Linked DNA regions of Rattus norvegicus: region 2 is linked to region 1. Evidence: chromatin contacts called from public Hi-C data. All regions are on one chromosome and are shown on one strand. The core of a region is the stretch at or near the end of the contact, and the rest is flanking DNA. Distances in the headings are between cores, read along the strand shown.

Evidence for each region. Hi-C and Micro-C count contacts between places; a contact is called where the count stands out from the background.
Region 2: a contact with region 1 is called in a Hi-C map of the A7r5 cell line, with 7 times the contacts expected there. The contact joins the promoter of Stag1 here to the enhancer-like site in region 1. A contact is called at or near these places in 9 of 12 Hi-C or Micro-C datasets (the A7r5 cell line, the Rat2 cell line, frontal cortex and 5 more) and 1 of 1 datasets of contacts at active chromatin or transcription factors (oligodendrocytes).

What each region holds. Positions count from the first base shown.
Region 1 is chr8:109,862,535-109,867,674 of GRCr8, reverse strand. Il20rb (interleukin 20 receptor subunit beta) reads left to right here. Exons shown (of 7, transcript NM_001173438.1): 6 at 3,516-3,658. Among named protein-coding and RNA genes, the nearest start is that of Il20rb, 24 kb to the left of the region's middle. Within about 2 kb of position 2,759, at least 33 of the 93 cell types and tissues checked have an H3K27ac peak or open chromatin away from gene starts, as enhancers often do. A contact at or near this core is called in the A7r5 cell line, where this site is marked.
Region 2 is chr8:110,054,818-110,060,011 of GRCr8, reverse strand. It overlaps Stag1 (STAG1 cohesin complex component), which reads right to left and starts at 1,956. Exons shown (of 31, transcript NM_001108179.1): 1 at 1,735-1,956.

The DNA of each region.
Region 1 (5,140 bases), core at 1,510-4,009:
CTTAGGTAGTCTTCTGAAGACATTTGAATCCACATACATGTAAACGAGGACATGTATGTGTAAGTATGTGCATATATATCATCTTTTAGGCATAGCTGATGACATATGTACTGTTCCGAATCTTATTCTTATGTATCTTGTAGATGTTTCTGAATGAATAAAGAAATTCCATCATCCTTTTTCATTACCAAATTCTATTCCATTTTTATATGTGTCTTTGTGTGTGTATGTATATATGTGTATTGTTTAATTTAACTGATCTGCTATTGTTAGGGTTATTTTCCCCCCACCAAAATTTCCTTATGTATAATCACTTTTGCTGTATGTATGTATGTATGTATGTATGTATGTATGTATGTATGTATGTATGTAAGTATGCATGTGTTTGAATGATAAATTCCTGGAAGTAAAGTACCTGGGTCAAAAGACATGCATTTAACTTTGACACTGTTGAAAATGCCCTCTAAAGAATTGTGACCCTTCAGTTATCACCCATATGAAGACATGCTGTAGCACATTAGGACATACATGTTATATGTTATTGTAAACTTACAAAAAGGCTGTCTTTTCCTCCACTAGATTCAGCACTGCAGTGCCCCAAGGTATCTGGGAGATATCTTGCCAGAAACACACATCTCAACTCTGTGGCGGCCCAGTGTCTGCCACCAAACACTCTCCCCGACTCAATTCTCCACTAGAAAGAACACACAACACAATAACCTCTGATCCAGTTGATAAGATATAACTGCCCACCTAAACATACAAAGCCCTGTACACATGCATCCCTTTAGAACATGCATAACAACCTGTAAATACACAGAGTGGAATCTTAACATCAGCCTCCATGTTGTCTCCACTGCTTCCCTCCCAGTCTCCTCCTCTTCCCTCAAACTTTTCTCTCGCTCATCCTTCCTTCTTGTCCAACAACAGGCCTCCTTCTATCTTGTACCTGCACCACCTGTATGATATCATCCCACAGTTATATCTGTTTTGTTTTTCACAAATACATTCGTAACATTTTCCATAAACACCTTCTGAGTAACATTTCTTGGTACTTAAAAAATTACTTGTTGAACTTATGAAAAATCCAAACAATATAGAACTATAAGATGTAGGCATTCCTCTAGCCTTCTTCAGGATGCTCAAGAGACTGGCTGTTACAGTTTGGATAGAGTGTCTCCCCACTTGCTCATGTGTTTGTACAATTAGTGCCTGGCTGATGGCACTATTTGGGAGGTCGTAAAACCATTGGGAGGTGGGGCCTAGGTGGATAAAGTGGTTCTCTGAGAGGTGGACCTTGAGGTTTAGAGCTCAACCCCACTCCCTGTCCTGTTTCCTGAGCCATGGGGAATGTAAACATACAGCTTCCTGTTCCTGCAGCCACAACTGAGAACTGTCCCCATGACCACACCTTCCTGCCAGGATGGGAAGCATCCTCAGAGCACCAGTCAAAATAAACTCTCCCTCCCTTTGCTTGCTTCTTGTCAGGCATTTGATCACAACACTGAGGAAAGTCACAGATACATTTTTGCAGGCAAATTCTTCACTTATTCTTTCGGCGTTTTCTGTACTTTCCAACACTTCTCAACTAAGGGACTCAAGTGTTCCCTTTACCTTTTTCCTGTTTCTGCTATCCCTTGTAGCACATTGGCCAGTGTATGTCTTCCATTTCCTTTTTCCTTTCTTTTTCTTCATCTTCTTTGATACAGCATCTTACTATGTAGGTCTGGATGCCCTGAAACTCACTATTGTAGATGAGGCTGGCCTAGAACTCAGAGATACACTCGCTTCTTTCTCCCAAATGCTGGGATTAAAGGATTATGCCACCATGCCTGGCTTACCTTGCTTTTTAAAGACACACAGTAAGCCAATATGTGCAAGTATATCTTTATTGATAGTGATACCATTTACTCTCCAAATATTTTCCATTATTGGTCAAACCGCAATCTGTCTATCCTGTTCCTTCTTCTTCTCTCTCTCTCTCTTTTTTTTTTAAAGATTTATTTATTTAATGTATATGAGTACACTGTCGCTGTCTTCAGACACACCAGAAGAGGGCATCAGATCTCATTACAGATGGCTGTGAGCCACCATGTGGTTGCTGGGAATTGAACTCAGGACCTCTGGAAGAGCAGTCAGTGCTCTAACCACTGAGCCGTCTCTCCAGCCCCCTGTTCCTTCTTTTAATGGCTGAACTGTTAACCTACCATGCCAATGTTCCATAATATCTTCCATCAGCCTGGTGTGTTTGGCATTTAAATCATTCCCATTGGCTCTGGAAGATGCTGTTCTCCTCTTTATTTTGGTGTTTGCAGAGTACTGACTACATGCCAAATCTTGGCCTGTCCACTGGGGCAGAAAAGGGAGTCCATGCCTTCCAGTTATGGAGGCAAACAGCCAGCTAATAACACGTGAGGTGCATGTGTGTGTGTGTGGGGGGGGGTTACTTCGAGCAGAGTCACAGCACACAGGGATGCATGAACCGCAGCACACTGCTGGGCAGGAAGGAGATTGGTGGTAGCCTGTGGCCCTCGTCTGCACATTCCTTGTGCACTTACTGAGGTACATACTTGTTTCCTTCCTTGGAATGGTTTTCTGGGAATGGACATCACAGGAGGGGATTGGAAGGATATGAACGTTGTACGTTTTTTTTGATGTCTTCTGCCAAAATATTTTCCAAAAGTGAAACAATGCGTGTGCCCCACCCCACATGCCTCAGCCACATGAGCTGAGTCACATTGTGGGTAAGAGGCTCAGGCAGGAGATGATAAACAGGCGTTTGAGGTTAGAACAGAGAGGTGGGGGTCCAGCTCAGCCTCTCTTCTGCCTCCAGATGCTCGGACCTGGTGCTCTTTGCTATATTTGTTAGCAAACTCGTCACAGGCTTTGGAGTTAGACCTACCTGTGAATCCTGGCATAGGCCATTAGTCCGTCTTGAGCATAGATAGCATCCTCTTCCATGAAAGAGGTCCTCACCCTGAGGAGAGAGGCCTAGACCTTATCAGAGTGCTGGGGGATGAAGTAGAACCTAGCATGTGTAATAGAACCTTGATCTGTCAGTTATGGTGTGATGGTTTAGGGGACTTAATATTTTCCTCCATCATAAGAGTCCACGCCAAGAGCAAATTGCGAAACACGTTGTTTTTGGCTCCCACCCAGCCCTGTTCTAGGCTGTTCTGCTGCAGCTCCTCCTCCTCATCCTGCCTGCGGCCTGGCAGCCCGCCTTCCTCTGGCAGTAGTGCCAGGTACACGCTACCATGGGCAACGTCTTACATTCCCCCCTCCCCTTCCCAGGACTGGAATGGTAATTGTGGCTTTCTGGGAAAAAAAAAAACACTCTCCATGAGATTCCAGAAGAATGGGGGTCACTGTAGCCATTGGAGGATACACCAGTCTCATGGTGCTGTCACCTGTGGCTCGGCCTGAGTGCATCCCTAGGAAACTCTGGGGAAGGGGTTCCTGGTGGCTCCCCCGTCCCTGCTGTTCCCAAGACTTCACTTGTGCTCTGCCCACAGGAGAGTCTCTTCCGCTGGCACTGGCTCTGTTTGCATTTGTTGGCTTCGTGCTGATTCTTGTGGTTGCACTGCTCTCCGTCTGGAAGATGGGCCAGCTGCTCCGCTATTCTTGCTGCCCCGCTGTTGTCCTTCCTGACACCTTGGTAAGAGCATTCTTATACCTTTCAGTATGATGCTGGCCAGATGCATCATGGGCCCTAGAGGGGTTTGGGGGGCATGGACACTTTCTTCATGGTTTGTGAAGATATGCAGAGAGTGGAGCAAACGCCAATGGGACTTCGCTTGCCTCAGTCTGTGGTGCTGTAATAAAATACTACAGACTAGGTCACTGATAGAGAGTAGACGTTCAGTGGCTCTGGAGGCTGGGGATGGTGGTGGTGGAATGAAGACAGAAAGGGCTTATGGGTAAAGATCTTCTTGCTATTACAACATGGTTAAATGTGATAGAACTAACTGATAGAATGAAATTTCACACCAGCTGACTTAAGGCCTTATAGCCTACATTTATGAAGTGGGGACCTCATCACCTCCCACGGTTACTGTTTCAACCCTGTTTTGCTGGGCTTTTGTTTCCAGTATGTGGTTTTTGAGGATACACTCAGGTCACAATAACTCCTGATGAGAAGGTCTGGATGACATCCTGAGGCTCTGGCAGGCCATTAAGCTGTTCCCCCCAGACCTGTCATTACTAAGACGGTGGCTGTGTTGTTCAGCCCAGGGTGCCTACGGTTTCAAGAGTCATGCAATCTTAATCTTTCAAGGTGCCTCCTGAGTACTCTCGGCTGTCCCAATTCTAACAGCGGCTCTGTCCAGTAACATGTTCTGACCCAAAACTGCATTCTCAATCCCTATGCAGAGTCTCATGATTCTCAAATTTGAAGATCATGTGGCATGGGATTTGCTTTGCCTTGGACAACAGTCTGGACCTTTATAGCGACTGCTCACAGAGCTGTCCTTTCAGTGACCCATAAGCCAATGATGCTTATTTTTCTCTTGAAAACGTGGACCACAGCTCTGAGCCTCTGGGTATGTGTAGGCCCTGTGTACCCGCACCCTGGAGGGAGAAGAGTAAAGACGGGCCTCAGTAGCTCACATATGTGAGATCTTCAGAGGCCTCGTCGATCTCAACCACACCAAGCAGCACAATCAAAGCAAGAAAGAACAAAGGAAGCAGAGCAACCCTTTCACCCCTGTCACCTTGAGGATGTCACAGTTCTATCTGGTGGGGAGTTAGCAGTCAGTTGCTCCAGTGTATCAGGACGAGCTCTGTCTGTAGTCAACACACTGCTGGAGTTCCCTAGCCAGCCTGCAGTTACAATGAAGCTACTCTTGTAACGCCTGTGTGGTTTGTTTTGGGTCTGTGCAAGAGGAATAACTCTCCCTTTAATCCGGTCTTCAGGGTGCCCCAACACCTTTCTATCCTAATACAAGCTCTCCTGTCTCTAATATTTCTGAGTAGCCATAATAATGCTAGCTGACAGTAGCAGAGCTAAGTGCCGGGGCTGTTGTGAGGATGCTTGTGTATTGATTGAGATCACTGAGTCCGCCCTGACTTCTGCCTGCTACTTGGTTGAGAGAAGGCTGTAAAGAATCTATGAATGTGGCTACATCTGTTTCTCCCTTTT
Region 2 (5,194 bases), core at 707-3,206, 190 kb before region 1:
CCCTAAATTAAAGGCCACCTTAGACTGTATAGTGATCTCAAGACCAGCCTGGGCTACACAATGAGATCCTGTTGGTTGTGGAGGGAGTAACCACACAGTAATTGTATTAATCTCTTCAAAAGATGACCATACCTGACCTCTATTTGTTTTGTTTTTTTAAAGACAGTATCTCATAAAATGTCCATGCTAACTTCAACTTGTGATTCCCCCTGCCTCTGGCTCCTGAGTAACCAGAATTACAGGCATAGACCAACATAAAGCACTCCAAAGTATAGTTTTAAAATGCAAAGAAAAAAAAAACACCTGTGGGGTTTCTCTGAGTTTATTTGGGTAAAAAAATTGTTACATACCCCATAATTAAAAACAATTTAATATCATTTCTTGTTCTTTCAGTATTTCTTGATCAAACTTTTAGCCTCGATTTATATACATTATAAGACCATCCATCACCCATCATTCACGAACCGTTTTTATTCCCACTGTTTTGTACATTTCCATAAGAGAGCTTAGCCATCCGAATTTGCAATTTCTATAAAAAAAATACACTGTGAAACCTAAAGGTAAAGTTACAAATTCCATTTAAGTTACACATTGTACAACTTTATGCGGATTTTGGTACTTTCACAAACACTACTTTTGCTAGGTGTAAAATATAGCTGTCTAAGCACAACCAGGAGAGAATCACATACCCCTCGTCTTAACACCAACTTCAACAGCAAATAACTAGGTACCACAAAGTGCACTATTTGGGGTCTATAGGGCTCCAAAACCATCCCACAGCTTAACACTCCCAGGACACGACTGTCTACAATGTGGAAAGAATCAGTAACAATTCTAATGTAGGCAAAAGCGTGTGACGTGACAATCCGAAAACCAGAAAATGTTGTGGTCTCTACTGCACACAAACAGCACTCGGTTCGGACCCCTCCAAGTGAGGCTCAGGTCCAACTCCAAGCCCTCGGGTTTCCCAGCTCTTTATCCCGCCCCCCACCTTCGGGGAAGAGGAAAAACAACTTTTATTGGCCTCATCTCCCGGGGGATTGGGAAACTAGCGGGGCAGTGCTCCGGCCTGGACACGTTTCACCAGGAGGCCCCGTCCCGGGCTCGGACGACAGATAGCGGGAAAGCCAGGCTGCGACGCCCCGTCGGCCGGGGTCCTCAGCCCCCTGCCCCACCCCAGCCACCAGAGGCCTGGACCAGCAGTAGGACTGAGCGACCCCCAGGACCCTCGGCAGAAGCGAGCTCGTTGTCATGTGACGCTGCCGCCGCCGCCGCTAAAGCACCGCAGAAACGCAGGGCGGCGGAAGGCGTTCGCGCCAGCCCGCCTAGGCTGGCCCGGGCGCGGGCGAGTCCCGAGAGCCCGGGCGGGGGGGGCGGAGGGCGGGCTTGGCGGCGGGCCCGAGCGCGCCACAAAGGCTTCCGCGCTACCGCCGTGGAGCCCGGGCGGGCGGGGGCACCGTTTTCGCGGCCCGCGGGAGGGGTGGAGGGAGCGGAGCGCCCGCCGCGCCCACAGCAGGTCCCGGGCGCTCGGCCGCCCGCAGCCGCCGCGCAGCGCACAGGCCCGCGCGGCCTCCCTCCCCCGCGCGGGGCCCGCGCCGGCCCGCCCGCTCGCCGCTCGCGCTCCCAGGCTCTCGCCCGGCCTCCATCTTGGATCGGCGCTTCCAGCCCCCGCGCCGCTGCCGCCGCATTCCCCCTTTCCCGCCCCCCGCCGCCGCCGCCGCCGCCCGCGCTCACCTCAGCTGCCCATCCGGGCGCTGTCGGCCGTCGACCTAGTTTCCCCCCAAAAGTCTCCGGTGTGTTATTCCCGATGTGGGGGGGTTGTTACGGGGTGGTCGCCGGGGGTTCGGGAGCGGGGGCCGCGCCTTCAACGGAGCTGCAATCCTAACCCGCCATCTGGTGGCATTTTCCACACGCCAATGGCGCCGCTGCAGACTTGGGTCCCGACCGCCCTCTGCTGGCCGCGGTGCTCACTGCCTCGCTGACAGGACCGGCCTGCCCGGAAAGGGGAGGGAGTTGAGGCGCGAGCAGGGGCCCTCGGACGGGGGCGCGCGCTATCGCTCGCCTCCGGGGGGCGCGCACGCGCAGCACTGGAGCGGGAAACGTGGCCTTTGCGTGGCGGCCCCGCCCCCGCACGAAGCTCCTGCTGCGCTCTGCCAATGGCGAGCCGCGGAGACGTCAGGACCAGGGCGCTGTGGACGGCTCGTGGGCCGCCCGAGGCGAGCGGAAGGACGGACTCTTCGGCGCCTGCGCGACCCGCTCGCTTGCTTGCCGCCCGCCATTTTTAGAGCTTCTCGGAGAGCCGGGAAGGAATCCGCCCCCAGCTCTTCCGCCGAGGCCCCTCCTCGGCGGGGGCCGCGCTCCGCTCCCGCCCCGAGGCTGCCAGTCGCCTACACCCGCCGTTATTCGGGCGAGGCAGGCCAAGGAGCCGCCGAGCCCTGCTTTCTCCCCGCTTAGCAGGAGTTTCCAACCTAGAATTGTATTCGCGGTTTATTATTGATGAGGCGCTTTCCCAGAACGAGGTTGAAAAACGTTTCGAGGACCGGGACTTCCCTTGCCGCGGAGCTAAAGGAAACAGTGACCGCTCCAGGCCGATTGGCGTCGTCCTGCATCTGTAAAGCAGGTTCTCGACGAGGTGCAGGCTTTGCATAAGGCGGCAGCATTGGCTAGTTAGTGAGAAAGAAGCTACATTGTGAGATAGTCTGCTAAGGATTAGATTCTCCTCCCACAGCCTTGGACTGCTTTCCGTGGACGTACGAATAATGGATCCTAGCCGAATGAGAAATAGCCAGCCACAGCAGATCTTGACCCCTTCCCTGCTGTCTCTATCTTAGCTGTCCTTGACCAAGGCTCCTAACCTTCTGCCTGCTTATAACTCGGCACTACGGAAGTGAATTCTTGTTCTTATAGGTCATCAGCCTCATTTCTGACTTTTTTTTTATTGGCAGAGGCAGCTGCATTTTCAGTATCTCCTTAGAAACGTTAAACTTGTTTATAGTCCTGAGGGCTTGCTAGTACGTCAAATGCCTCTGCTCTTTATCCCAAAGGTTGCAGAAGTACGTTACACGTCACTGAAGGAACTTTGATATGAATTCGTGAGGGTCCATTTATTTCAGCAAAGTATCTCGTTTACTAACCTCTGATTGACTTCCTATTGTGTTCTCTGTAGAGCCTGTTTCTAGCTTGCCTTGTTACGAGGGTGCCGGTACCAAGGCATACTCATATGTAATTTAATATATTTTCTTAATCTCGAATCTGTGAGGCTCTGATAAAGGGCTGGTGGTTTATCTTAATATATTTGTAGTCGTGATCTCGAAAACCTCGCCTAGTTTAGCCATTCCCCCTTCCCTTCTCTCCCAGTCTTGCCTGAATACCATTGTCCTTTTTTTTTCTAGAATATCTTCAGTATTTTCTTATCTTCTGGGTTCTTTCTGGTTTGTTTTTTTTTTTTTCAAGTTTCCATTTATCTTTAAAAAAAAAAATCAGAGCTGTTAACTCCCTCCACTTGCTGTATTGTGTTCCGTACCCAGCCACATATCTGAAGAGAATCAGTATAGCAGTGGGTGCTCTAACCACAGCCTTGGGAGGCTGAGGCAGACGGATTTGGAGAGATACAATGAGATCTTATCCAAGGGGGGGCGGGGGAGCAGGGGCAGTCATGTCCTTCACTAGGCCCGATCCACCCTTGAAACATTGTTAAGTTACTTCTTCGGATCTGCCCCTACTTTGTTCACTAGTCTTCTGACTGGGTTTGCTAGCTCCGGGGCTTTTTTTTGTTTTGTTTTGATTTTTGTTTTTTAGATTCCACAGTTCAACCCTGAGTTCTCAACCCTTTTCTATGTTGTTGCTCTTTAAAAGTCCCCAAATTACTTGTTGGTTCCCAGTTGTGCCTGAACGACGATACCTTATTTTCCGCTCCTTTTCCAGATAGCTCCATCCAGTCCGGTACTTTAAAATAATTCCTCTCTTACCCTCATGTCTCTTCATAACTCCGTAGTTTTAGCAGGGGAAGGGAATGCCCTGTGATCTGTGAGCCTAGACTGTTCTGAACAGGTGTGTAAGTTCAGGCAGATCTCGGCCTGCTCCCCCAGCTGTAGGATGTAAACAGCAGTGGTTACCTCAGGGTGGCTACGTGCATATATTAACCAGCGCAGGCTTCCTTGCTAGCTGTACTATTGCATTGTTGCCTTTATCTTAGTCTTTTCAGATTTCTTTTACCCTCATGCTGGAGATTGAAACCAAGTATGGATTCTACAACTGAATTACACCGCAGCCCCGCATTTATTTGTGTTGTGTGGGAGCAGTTGGGCGTTTCTTTTGTTGTTAGAGATGGTGCAATTTCCGTGTTAAGGGTCAACCCAGAGACTTGTGCTAGATCAGCGTTTGTTGTTTGTTTGTTTGTTTATATCCAAGGGCCTGAGTAGCCAACTTTTGAGTTCATAGCTGTCTAAATTTTATTTTGCTGTCACACATAATTGAACTGGTGTATATACATATTTAATTCCCAAAAGGAACTCTGAGCTTGATCCTATTGTCATTCAGATCTCTGCTTTTGTTCTCCAGTGGCTTCTGTTATCTTGGCCCTTTCCTCCCGACCTCTAGCCCCTTGACTTACACCAGGACAATTGTTTTAGGCTTCTCTTTCTTCCTTCTCTCTTCCTCTCCCCTCCTCTTCCCCCTTTTCTTCCACATCTTCTCCTTTTTCAGATAGGATTTTTCTCTCTACCCACGCTGGTCTCAAACTTAAAAATTCCCTACCCTGACCTCACAAGAGCAGAGATTCCAGGTGTATAATACCACACTTGGTTTGTGACCTCTAGACAGTTCTGACCTCTCTGTCTGTCTCTGTCTGTCTCTGTCTCTGTCTCTGTCTCTCTCTCTCTCTTTCTCTCTCTGTCTCTCTCTCTCTCTCTCTCTCTCTCTCTCTCTCTCTCTCTCTCTCTCTCTCTCTCTTAACCTAAAGAAAAACTTTGTTTTTCCTATGGCCCTTATGCATCTAAATACATAATGGCATTCACAGATGATGACTGATCTTGGTTGTCCACCTGACTGCATGTGAAATCAACTAAAATCCCAGGAAGCCAGGCATGCCTCTGAGGGATTTCTTGACTTAATGGTTCTAGGTGGGGAAACCCATCCTAAATTGGGGCCACACCTAGTACTAGGTTTTGCTTTGAGTTCTTGCCCTCACTCTCTA